Linked DNA regions of Rattus norvegicus: region 1 is linked to region 2. Evidence: chromatin contacts called from public Hi-C data. All regions are on one chromosome and are shown on one strand. Each heading gives the region's core, a stretch centred on a gene start, on an enhancer-like site or on the middle of the called end of the contact. The rest is flanking DNA. Distances are from core to core; before and after follow the strand shown.

Region 1 (5,396 bases), core at 1,352-3,851, 520 kb after region 2:
GATAATAACATCAACCATTTGTTCTGGTTTAACCAAAGCATCTTAGAGAGTTATCATAGAGTTCGGTGAATAAGATTTTAAGAAGCTATACATAATTTCCCTTTCATTAATAGAAAACACCCTCTGCCTTATTATATTATATAATAATATCTTCCTCAATATTATAGCTATGCCTCTGTCCACAGCCATCCCCACTCTACTGATTTTGAAAACTTATTTCCTCACAGGTGACTGCTACGTTTTTAGTTTTTCTTTTATTATGAAAACTACCTCAGAATGTATACAAGAAAGCTACAGAATGCCTGCTCATGGTCCAAAAGTGTGTCTGAAACATACCGTAGTTTCAGTCTGTGAGTTACTCAGTGTCCTGTCAGCAAGATTATGTCATATACAAACAAATGTCTTTAATAACAAACCAAGCTCCGTGGGAAGATCTTTAAGAAAACTCTGCTGAAACACATCTGACTACTATTTGTGTCTTTGCTTCATATTTAAGCTCAATAACTGGAAAAAAATCAGAAGAATTTGGCCTGTACCTTGCTGGCAATTCCCCTATACTGAAGTGAAGGGGTTGATCATGTGGGAGGGTAGACAGGTAACTCTCCTTGGGAAATTGGTTTCAGATCTCACAGAAAACATTTCTGTTTACACTGGTTCTTTTCAAGGAATGACAGAAAGCACAGCACATCATTTTTTTTTCATTGAGAAAGAAACTTCCTAATAAAGTCCATTTAGTTTCACTGGTTACTTTTCTTGCCATAATAAACTATTAAGCAACTTTAAAAAATCTTGGCTATGTTCAGACAATTTCCAAATATTTAACACCACTCTCTTCTCAAGCACTGATAAAGTTAACCTGAAACTGAGTTGTCCTGACTTTCACTATCAACTAAAAGCCTGAAGGCTTCCTCTAGGACATCAAAACCATTTTGTTTCTTTGAGGTTCTTTCACCTTGTGTTTCTCAGCTTTACTCGAATGTTCCTCAACAATGCTCTATGTGTTTAGTATGTCAGGTGGAGAGCTTACATTCATAATAATAATTATACCGAGTATTCTTAGAGCACCTGTGTGATTGACTGATTAAATCACTTTTATGCCTTATTCGCCTGAAGCCCCAGACTCACTACAGAGCGGCTACTGAATGTAAAAGGGGAAACAGTTTCCATTAGAAACACTACTCTATCACAACTTCAGAGAACAAAACAAAACAATGACAACATTAAAGAACCCTTTTCAATTTTCCCAAGTCTCGTCAAGATGGTTCTGTGAACTTTGCTTTACCTGATTTTCTGAGATTTATGTTTATAACTGGTTAGCAAGGTGGTAGATGGGCCACCAGCAGAGATGGACTCCTAACAACAGAGCTTGACTTCCAAAATCCTAGAAACTTGATGTGCTGAGAGCAACTCACTAAAGAGCAAACAAATGAACTTAAATGCTAGTTGCTCCAGAGGAACTATCATTAAATAAAAGGTATCTTTGGCTGTACTACCAAAGATCCTTCCCTCCCCCTCTTCCTAGCTACTGCAGGATTGGCACCTGGCCAGCACAGGGGACATGATACCCTAGTGCCATCTACAGGCTATTATTGACATTCAAATTTCGTGGCAACAGACAAGCACCAAAGAAATAAATTAGACAGCGCTGCATTTAAATCTTTATTAACAAGGAATTATTAGACCTAAGGAAAACTAATTCTGGATTTGGTTGAAATATGAGTTTCTCAGCCTCTTAATCTCTCTTCACACAGTGTCTTTCACAGTTTAAAATGAGTTATGACAGATCACTTATGCATTGCTAAGATGAGAAAGTATTTACAATGGAATCCTTCTTTTCTGTATAAATTAGTAATATTAGAGAGAAAGCATTCCTTTTATTTCCCTTTTCTTTTCAAATATGAACCATTATGGACACTGAAAATCGTTCTAAGAAAGATCCAGCTTACTATATTACAATAAAATAACTTGAAATCAAGGAGTAGACTTTCTATATGGCTTAGATGCAATCAATCAATAATCATGTGCTTCCCAGCTGATGTACATATAATATACTACTCTCTTTTTTTTTTACTGTGTAAAAAAAAAACTGTAACCCCTTTATCGACCACAGCTCCAGAGTGAGTGGTGTCAGACCTTCAAATGTCATTTAAACTTGATACTTGAAGGTGACTTTTTAGATCAAAAGGTAATGTGAAAATCTTGAAGTAGATAATTTGGAAACCCCAGGAGCAGAATTGGGCAAATCAGGATGGGTTTTCTTCTTGAGCAAACATTATCTCGGGACATTTTGGAATAATTTCCTCTTTTCATCTTTTGCCATTTGAAGGAAACTGGGAGGTTAAATATTCTCAGAACTCAGAAATTTCAAAGCTGTTCTAAAAATTCTTGACTGAGCCCCAGAGGAATAAAAAAGGGGTCAAGTTTTTTTTCCTCCTTATAACTAAGCTAAAGTTAGACCAAAAAACAATACACACAGTGGCACGTTAATACTGGTTGACTGGGCACTTGTATGCAGTACTTATAGACCAGTAAAAGTGCTCGTTTACCTGTCTGGTGTGTAAGGGGCCCTTTGTCTTGAAGCCTCCTTGGGAGCTGCACTCTGAGGCACTGAAGTGATCTGAACTAGTGGAGGAGCGTTTGGAAAGGGTGTCGCAGCCCCCAACAAAGGTGTTGTCCAAAGGGAGCTCTTGAATGACGTGGTGCTTTTTCACGGAAACTGGAGTGTCTGGTTTGAGATGAAACGCAGGCTGTGGAGAGGCAGATTTGTAGTGCTTGGCCAGGTCAGGGCTGTTAGGCTTGAAGGTTGTTGGAGGGGCCGGGCCCCAGTCAAATCTTCCTATACTCTGTTCCTCCAGCTCAGCAGGCAGGCTTATGGTCCCATTGATAGGTTCATGAACCGCATCATCAGGTTTGGACTCTTCGATAGTAACAAAGTTCAAAAGAGAACTCTTGGGCGACTTTCTTTTCTTCCGTTTCTTTTTCTTGTTTTGTTTATTCTCCTGGTTTGGGGACATCCATTCAGCACCTTGTTTGCTCCTCTGAGCAGCCTTGAACCTCGACGCATGGCGACAGCGCACCAGCACCGTGACAAAGATCACGACGATGACGACCATGGCCCCGGCAACGATGGCAATCATGATGGTGAGATAGTCCTCGTTTTGATAAGGTTGACCACTATCTCCTATGTTCCTGTCCAGCGGGGTCTCCATAGTCCTACGGATCAAGTCATATATATACGAGGCGTTTCCAGCAGTGTCGTTCACGTAAAGAAATACCAGCACAAGAGTGTGCAAAGCCTTAGGGTACCCCAGGTCACTTATGTTGACCACGAGACGGTGCAGGCCCACGTCAGTAGGTGCCGGCTTTTCTTCTAAGGTGATATTGCCCGTTACTGGATCAATCCGAAATAATCCTTTGTTGTTCCCGCTCACTATGGTATACTTAAGTTCTGCATTCATCCCGGTGTCAATATCCACAGCAAAAACTTCAGCAACCACGGAACCAGGAATGGCTGAGAGGGGCACCAACTTAAAGGAGGTGTTGGATGGTGGAGAAATGACAACTGGACTATTGTCATTGACATCCATGACATTGATAGTTACTTTTGCAGTAGAGGACCGAGGTGGCTGTCCTCCGTCAGTGGCTTTGACATCAAACGTGTAGGAACTCTGCTGTTCTCTATCAAAGGAGACATTGGACTTTATGACTCCTGAATAGGGATCCAACACGAAATTTTCATTGTCATTTAGAATGGAAAGAGTCACAGCTTTATTCTCTCCAGCGTCCTCGTCTGTCACTGTGATTACCCCCACAGTACTATACTTTGGCAGATTCTCAGACACAAAAAACTGAAAATGATTATGAGTGAACTTGGGGCTATTGTCATTCTCATCCAGAACAGTAACTATCACGGCTGCTTGGCTCTGCAGGGGAGGGGTCCCGTTGTCCCTGGCAGTTACTGTAAAAATGAACCGCTCTTGTTCCTCCCTGTTAAAGACTCTGGAGGCTGTCAGAACTCCTGTCTTTCTGTCCAGATCAAAGAAGGAGGCATTGGGTCCAAGCTGATAAACAATGTCTGCATTTTTCCCACTGTCTTCATCCGTAGCACTAATAGTTGTTAAGTATAACCCACGTCGGTTGTTTTCAGAAACTGACAGCTCAATTACAGGCTGGTTGAAAATTGGTGGGTTGTCATTTTCGTCCTCAAGCTTAACCCTTACCAGGGCAGTCTGATTCAAACTGGGCTTCCCAGAATCAGAGGCAACGATTTTAAAGCTGAATTCTTTGGTGCCCTCATAGTCCAGCAGAGACGAGGTCTCTAGCAGATACTGGTTGTCATACACTGCCTTCAGATGAAATGGGACCTCTCTTTCAATAAAACAGATCACTTTGCCATTCACATCCGTGTCCTTATCTGAAACTGTAATTAGGGCAATCTTTGTATTGACTGGATCTTTCTCAGAGAGATACACGGTGCCATTGATGGGACTTATAATGTACCTGAGGTCTATGTTTGGAGGATTATCATTTACATCTGTGACATTGATGGTAACGGTGGCTCTGGCAGGAGTGGAGCTGCCGTCACTAGCCAGCACTGTCACTTTGTGAATGGCTGTCTCTTCCCTATCTAAGGACCTCTGAACTGTAATCAGCCCAGTTGTGTTATTTAAAGCAAAGAGTCTTTTGGTTGCAGGGGCGACCTGGGCACCAAAGATGTACCGGATTTCAGCATTGCTGCCTATGTCTGCATCAGTAGCATGGAGCTGAATCACAGAGGTCCCTACAGGAGCATTCTCTGGAATATGCACTTCCACTTGACCCTCTTTAAACACTGGCCTGTTGTCATTGACATCACTTACTGTGACCTGGAGTATGGCTGTGCTGGATTTCTGTGGAGTGCCCCCATCCTCCACTTTGATTTTCATCACATAGGTATCTTTTTGTTCTCTATCCAAGTTCTGCTGAACGATCAATTGCGGCCACTTTTCTCCCTCCGGAGTTTCCACGATATCCAGTCCAAAAACACTCTGCCCATTCAGCAATTCATAATGCTGTACCCCATTGAAGCCCGTGTCAGGGTCTGTGGCTGATGGGATTGGAAAGCGACTGTTGATCAAAGTGTTCTCTGGGATGGAAATATTGATGACGGGAGACGGAAACATGGGGGCATTATCATTGGTATCCTTGACAATGATCTTGATTTTGATCAGTCTGAAAAAGTCATTGGGGAGGATCACCACCTCAAGTTCAAAGAAACACTCATTCTCCTCAGCATAAGAAGCTCCGGCACAGAGTTTCTCTCTGTCTATTCTGTTGGAGGTTGTGAAAATCTCCCCAGTGCTACTGGATACTTTCACCAGAGGGGCATCCCCAGCTTTAGAAACCAGCCTGTAGAC
Region 2 (5,281 bases), core at 1,185-3,684:
GGATGGTCTCAGAGTTGTGGTCTTTCAACTCCAGCTTCCCGAATGCTAGCTGGGATGGCCAGTTTGAGCCACGTTGCCTAGCAACGTATGTTATATTCTAGATGGACTTAGTTTCACCATATATTTCATCCATATCATCTGAGTCTTCATGTTTACTTATCTAAGTGGTAATCGTGATGACAAATGACGCTAGACTCCAGTATGCTCCACTAAGAACGGAAACATTTACTAGTTTAAAAATCTCCAGTCATCATCAGAGAGGCTTCCTCTGGCAGAAGATGGGAGCGGGTACACAGATCCATAATCAGAATTCTGTGGGGAAGGAGTCTAAACTGGAGTCTCCTTAGCTCATTCTCTCAGAGCTCAGAGAACCTACAGAAGAGTGGGAGGAAATCTTGTAGGAGTCAAAGAAAATGGAGGACACCAATACAATGTTCCCCACCGAGTAAACTATGCAGCGCTAATCTTGGCTCACTGAGGTTGAAGTGGCATCCACAGGGCCTGCATGGGTCTGCACCAGGTCCTCTATAGCTGCTAGTTAGCTTGATATTTTGTGGAATTCCTAACAGTAGGAGTGGGCATTTCCCTGACTCTGTAGTTTCTTCATGTGACTCTTTTACTCCTAATGTGTTGCCTTATCCAGCCTGAATGTGAGCACCTTTCCCTTATCTTATTCAGTCTTGTTTTATCCTAAGTTGTGTTGTCCTTTGGAGACCTAATCTCTGAAGGATGGGAAAGTGGGTCTAGAGAGACGGGAGGTGCATGGAGAGCTGAGAGAACGGAGGGAGTGGAAACTGGAGTCAGAATGTATTGTATAAGAGAAGAATTTATTTTTTCAATAAAAATAGGAGCAATAGTTAAACAGACAAATAAGTAAACATCTTAATCTTCGTTGTATTTCTTGTTAGTAGTTCCTAGGTTATAAAGTTTCCAAAACTCTTTATTTAGAAACAAATTAAAATTTTGAATTCAGTGATGCTGTTTTCTACCTATGTCTGGCATATGCTATATTTAAAAAGTCTTCTCATTATTTGACTATCTTGTCATGTTACCAAAAGCCAAAGCCTCTTTATTTTTTTTTTTTTTTTTTTTTTGGAGTTGGGGACCGAACCCAGGGCCTTGCGCTTCCTAGGCAAGCGCTCTACCACTGAGCTAAATCCCCAACCCCCCAAAGCCTCTTTATTAATGGTCACCTTCATTGAGAAGGTTTTTCTAATACTTCCTTCTCTACTGATGCCTTCATTCATGTTTTCTTCTGCTAAAACTTCCTTAATCACCATTCTGTGTTTACAAATCAATGGATTTGAGTTTTATAGTCCTGACTGAATGTACTTGGTTTCATCCTATTATTTTTATTAGACATGTTTAAGAATGACTGTCTTTCACCCTGTAGCACTAATAACTTCTCCCTTATTCAACATCATAGTAGCAATGTTAGGCACATGATAATTAAACTATTTGGATCATATGCATTGGCTTTTGTCCTCTGATCTTTTTAACTTTTGTTCGGTAGTGGTGATTTTAGGGTGTACGATGTCTACTTCTTAAATAGAATGTATGTCTAGGTATAAAGTATTAATATATATTCCTCTTGCATAAATAAAGAATGCTCAAATCTATTTATAATTAAATGCACATAATAACGATGATGCCAACAATAATTGAAAAGTAGTATACATTATTATATCCTTATTTAGCATCAAATATTTTAGTAAAGGTGCAGAGTTTGATAATCTAACAGAGTTCCCAATGTTAGCAAAACGACTCTGCAAATCACTACGCCATGGAACAATATGACCCATAGCAATAATATAGACAGCCTACAGTTTTATAGCCCTTGCATGTCTTCAAAGCTTTTTGTCAGCAATTACCTATTTTAGGTTTCCAATGACAGCAACCTCACTATAACTTTGGATTTTGGCTCATGCTCTTAATCTTCTATTGAATAAATATATTAGCTACACATAAAATACATTACATGTAGGAAAAAACGTAATTATTTCAATTTGAAATACATTCCCATTGAAGACCAATAGGTTCGTTAGACAAGGATTTCAAGTATAGTAATTATTCTATCAAAGCACTATGTAAAGAATGTGTGTGTTATATGTGCATGTGTGTATGCATATGTTTCTCATTAGAGGTGTGTTACCCTGATTAATTCATTCTCTTTGGTTTTTCAATTACTCAGATTTCATTTTAAATCAGCTCATATCCACTCCATCTTCCCCAGAAACTTATTACCCTTAAAGGTTTTAAAAATAAAAATAAATAAAATAAAGACTTATACAGCCCTCTAGTGTTCCAAACATACAGACCTCTACGTCCAAGGACTTTTAAGTGTGGCTGAGCTGGAAGTCCTCCTTTCAACCTCTCCTTCAGCGTGGAGTCTCTGCTGACACTTTTGCTCTTAGAGCACACATTATTTAACGCACTGAGACTGCAGCATCGGCAGTGGGACCTGAACTGTTCTCCCTCTGTCACTAGAGAGAGTGATGAAACCACAGCTGCTTGGAAGCAGCCTTTGTGGGGGAAGTACCCAGAAATCATGTCTTCTCAGGAAAACAATGGAAAGATTAATAGTCTGCATAAACAACTGCTGGAAAAGTTTACCCTGCTTCGTAGCTGGCTTTTCCTTCCTCCCCTCTCTAGAAATTTCCAGTGACAGAGCCTAAAGCTATCTTTCAGAAATCATACAAAACCTGACATTGCTAAAAAAAAATTAGCTTAAAAATGATGACATCAGGTGTTGCCTTTCAAATCAAATTTGAATAGACAGACTGCAGGTTGAGAGCAGACGCATAGTGACCTCATCACTAAGCAAGAGTCACAGCTGTCCCTGGTCTGCAGATGGAGCTGTTGACAAAACAGTGCCATCTACTTGAGAAAAATCAGGGCGCAGACTGGAACTGTAGTGAATTTGTCTTTTTTGCTTGGCCCCCCACTCCCCATATTTTCTTCCATTTTTATTTTTGTACATAAAGACTTAGTATATATCCTGGAGATTATCTTTTTAATTGAAAGAAATGTATCCTTTGAAAATTGAAGACAGAAAGGGAATTTGATGAGGTTTATCCGTCTGTGGAATTTTATCACAGGGACACTCTTAGGCAATCTAAAGGCGCCTGCCAGGGAACAATCCCCACACAAGAATGGAGTATGGACTTATAAAATAGCCTGCTTTTAAATGTTAGGAGAAAATTATGTGACAGTGCACATAAATGTTTAGATTTTTAGAATTGAGGAGGGGTTAACGGTCAGTTATTCTTTCAACAAACACAATTTAAAATTGTGTAAAAGGCTGTATTCACTTCTTATTTGGATAAAGGGCCATGCCAGCCACTTCAATCTTACAAGCAGCCAACAATTAAGGTATAGAGCAGACACGAGGCAGCTTAGGAATAGAGCCGGACATAGAAACAAAAGGAAAGACACCAGGTGTAAGTGCTGCTGGCAGGCCACTAGAGCAATTTTAAAAGTCACTTTAGCTGAAGTTTTAAGGTCACCGAAGGGAAACTTATTTGTTTGTTTTTTTTCTCCAAAAGCAGAAACTGAATTGTCAAGATATTGTTGCTTATACATGTCAAGATGAGGGTCAGAAATAAGCTTTTCCGGAACTCTCCATCACATTCTTTCTACTAAGGAAAAAAAATGTATTTCTTGGTGAAGTATGTCTTAGTGCCTGTTTAGAATGAATTTGAAGAATCTTGGTCGGGGTGTGGGGCAGTGCACCTTAGTCTTCGAATACCAGCCTGACTGCATTCTGTGACAATTTTGTACAAGCTTTTTGGAAAGTTTCAGGGTGCTGGGGTCAGTTACAGAACATAATCTTTTATTATTTTTCTTCTTTTCAAGAGGTATGCACATTGACTGAGGTAGGTAGGATGAAAAGTAGTGGACTTCTGCTACTACGGACAGCCCAGTCTTTGATAATCAAAAACATCCAATCAAATCCAATGTCAAAATATTACTCCCCTACTATTTTGCTAGACTAGGGTTAACATATGAATTAAAAAATAATTTACCCTTTTCAGATTATTTCAACCCTTTCACAATAAACATTTGGATAAGATTTAGCAGCTACTTCTGCATCTGAAAATTACTATAATATCTCTCTTGATATTTCAGAGAAAAATAAACTTAATCACTATAATCATCATTGGGAAAATAAAACCACATATTTTACAGTCAAAGAAATTAGAATTCTTTAGAAGGAAACAGGAACAAGGCAAAAATACACACACACACACACACACACACACTATATATATATATATATATATATATATACTCACACTATATATATACTCAATACAGTATATATATATACTCAATACAGTACATATATATATATTGAGTATTGAGTATTGAGTGCTTTAATATACTAAATATAAAATGACATATTTTCATGCTTCATAATGTAATAATATGTACAGTCATGATAAGCATGCTTTTCTTACTACCCCAAATGATACGTTTACTTTTACTGCATTGAAAATATGACATCTCACAAAATAAGTGTGTTCTGCCGGGGTTGGGAATTTAGCTCAGTGGTAGAGCGCTTGCCTAGCAAGCGCAAAGCCCTGGGTTCGGTCCCCAGCTCAAAAAAAAAAAAAATAAAAAAATAAAAAAATAAAAAAAAATAAAAAGTGTGTTCTCCCACTGACGTGGGAAAGATACTGTGGCACTTTTCTACACTTGGATAATATTTGCTTCACATGAGAAATAAAGCCCACACTTTTTAATAAGACGTCATCTAAAGTATTGGCTAGCCTCATTTTGTACCATGAAGTCCTGCATAATTCTTCTACCATTTGAGACATTGCTTGTGAATTTTTAGGAAGTAAAATAGACAGTACTCGTGGTATATCAAGTCTTTTACCAAAGGATCTGTACTGCATGGAGACACCGTGTCCATAGTTAATATGATGTTTACATTACGAATTTTAAAGAAAATTAAACCTGTATATTCCTTTTCAACTTACAGGAAGAACTTCACAATCACAGGCTTTTGGAAGCAAAATACTAATGGATTTTGTTTTTCAGAGTTGCATGCATTGGTCTCGGTTTTGAAGACATGTTCTTTGTTTACAAAGACTTTTAACAGATAACAAGATATGTAGAAATGTAAAAGAAAAGCAATCTCTTAAGTTTTGCTTTTAATATATATGTTAATGATTTCAAAACGGACAGTATGTTTGTGAAACTTGAGATGCCCAGATCCTTTAACCAGGAAAGATTTCTAATGGAGGAATGGGAACATCAATCCAGTCACAAAAAA

Evidence for each region. Hi-C and Micro-C count contacts between places; a contact is called where the count stands out from the background.
Region 1: a contact with region 2 is called in a Hi-C map of frontal cortex, with 4 times the contacts expected there. The contact joins two enhancer-like sites. A contact is called at or near these places in 7 of 12 Hi-C or Micro-C datasets (the A7r5 cell line, the Rat2 cell line, frontal cortex and 3 more) and 1 of 1 datasets of contacts at active chromatin or transcription factors (oligodendrocytes).

Annotation. Positions count from the first base shown.
Region 1 is chr15:76,638,295-76,643,690 of GRCr8, forward strand. Pcdh9 (protocadherin 9) reads right to left here. Exons shown (of 4, transcript NM_001191688.1): 1 at 2,547-5,396. Among named protein-coding and RNA genes, the nearest start is that of Pcdh9, 3.0 kb to the right of the region's middle. Within about 2 kb of position 2,602, at least 17 of the 93 cell types and tissues checked have an H3K27ac peak or open chromatin away from gene starts, as enhancers often do.
Region 2 is chr15:76,116,752-76,122,032 of GRCr8, forward strand. The region is part of intron 2 of Pcdh9 (protocadherin 9); the gene reads right to left. It overlaps LOC120097141 (a long non-coding RNA gene), which reads right to left. Exons shown (of 2, transcript XR_005494384.2): 1 at 1-5,281. Among named protein-coding and RNA genes, the nearest start is that of Pcdh9, 520 kb to the right of the region's middle. Within about 2 kb of position 2,435, at least 16 of the 93 cell types and tissues checked have an H3K27ac peak or open chromatin away from gene starts, as enhancers often do.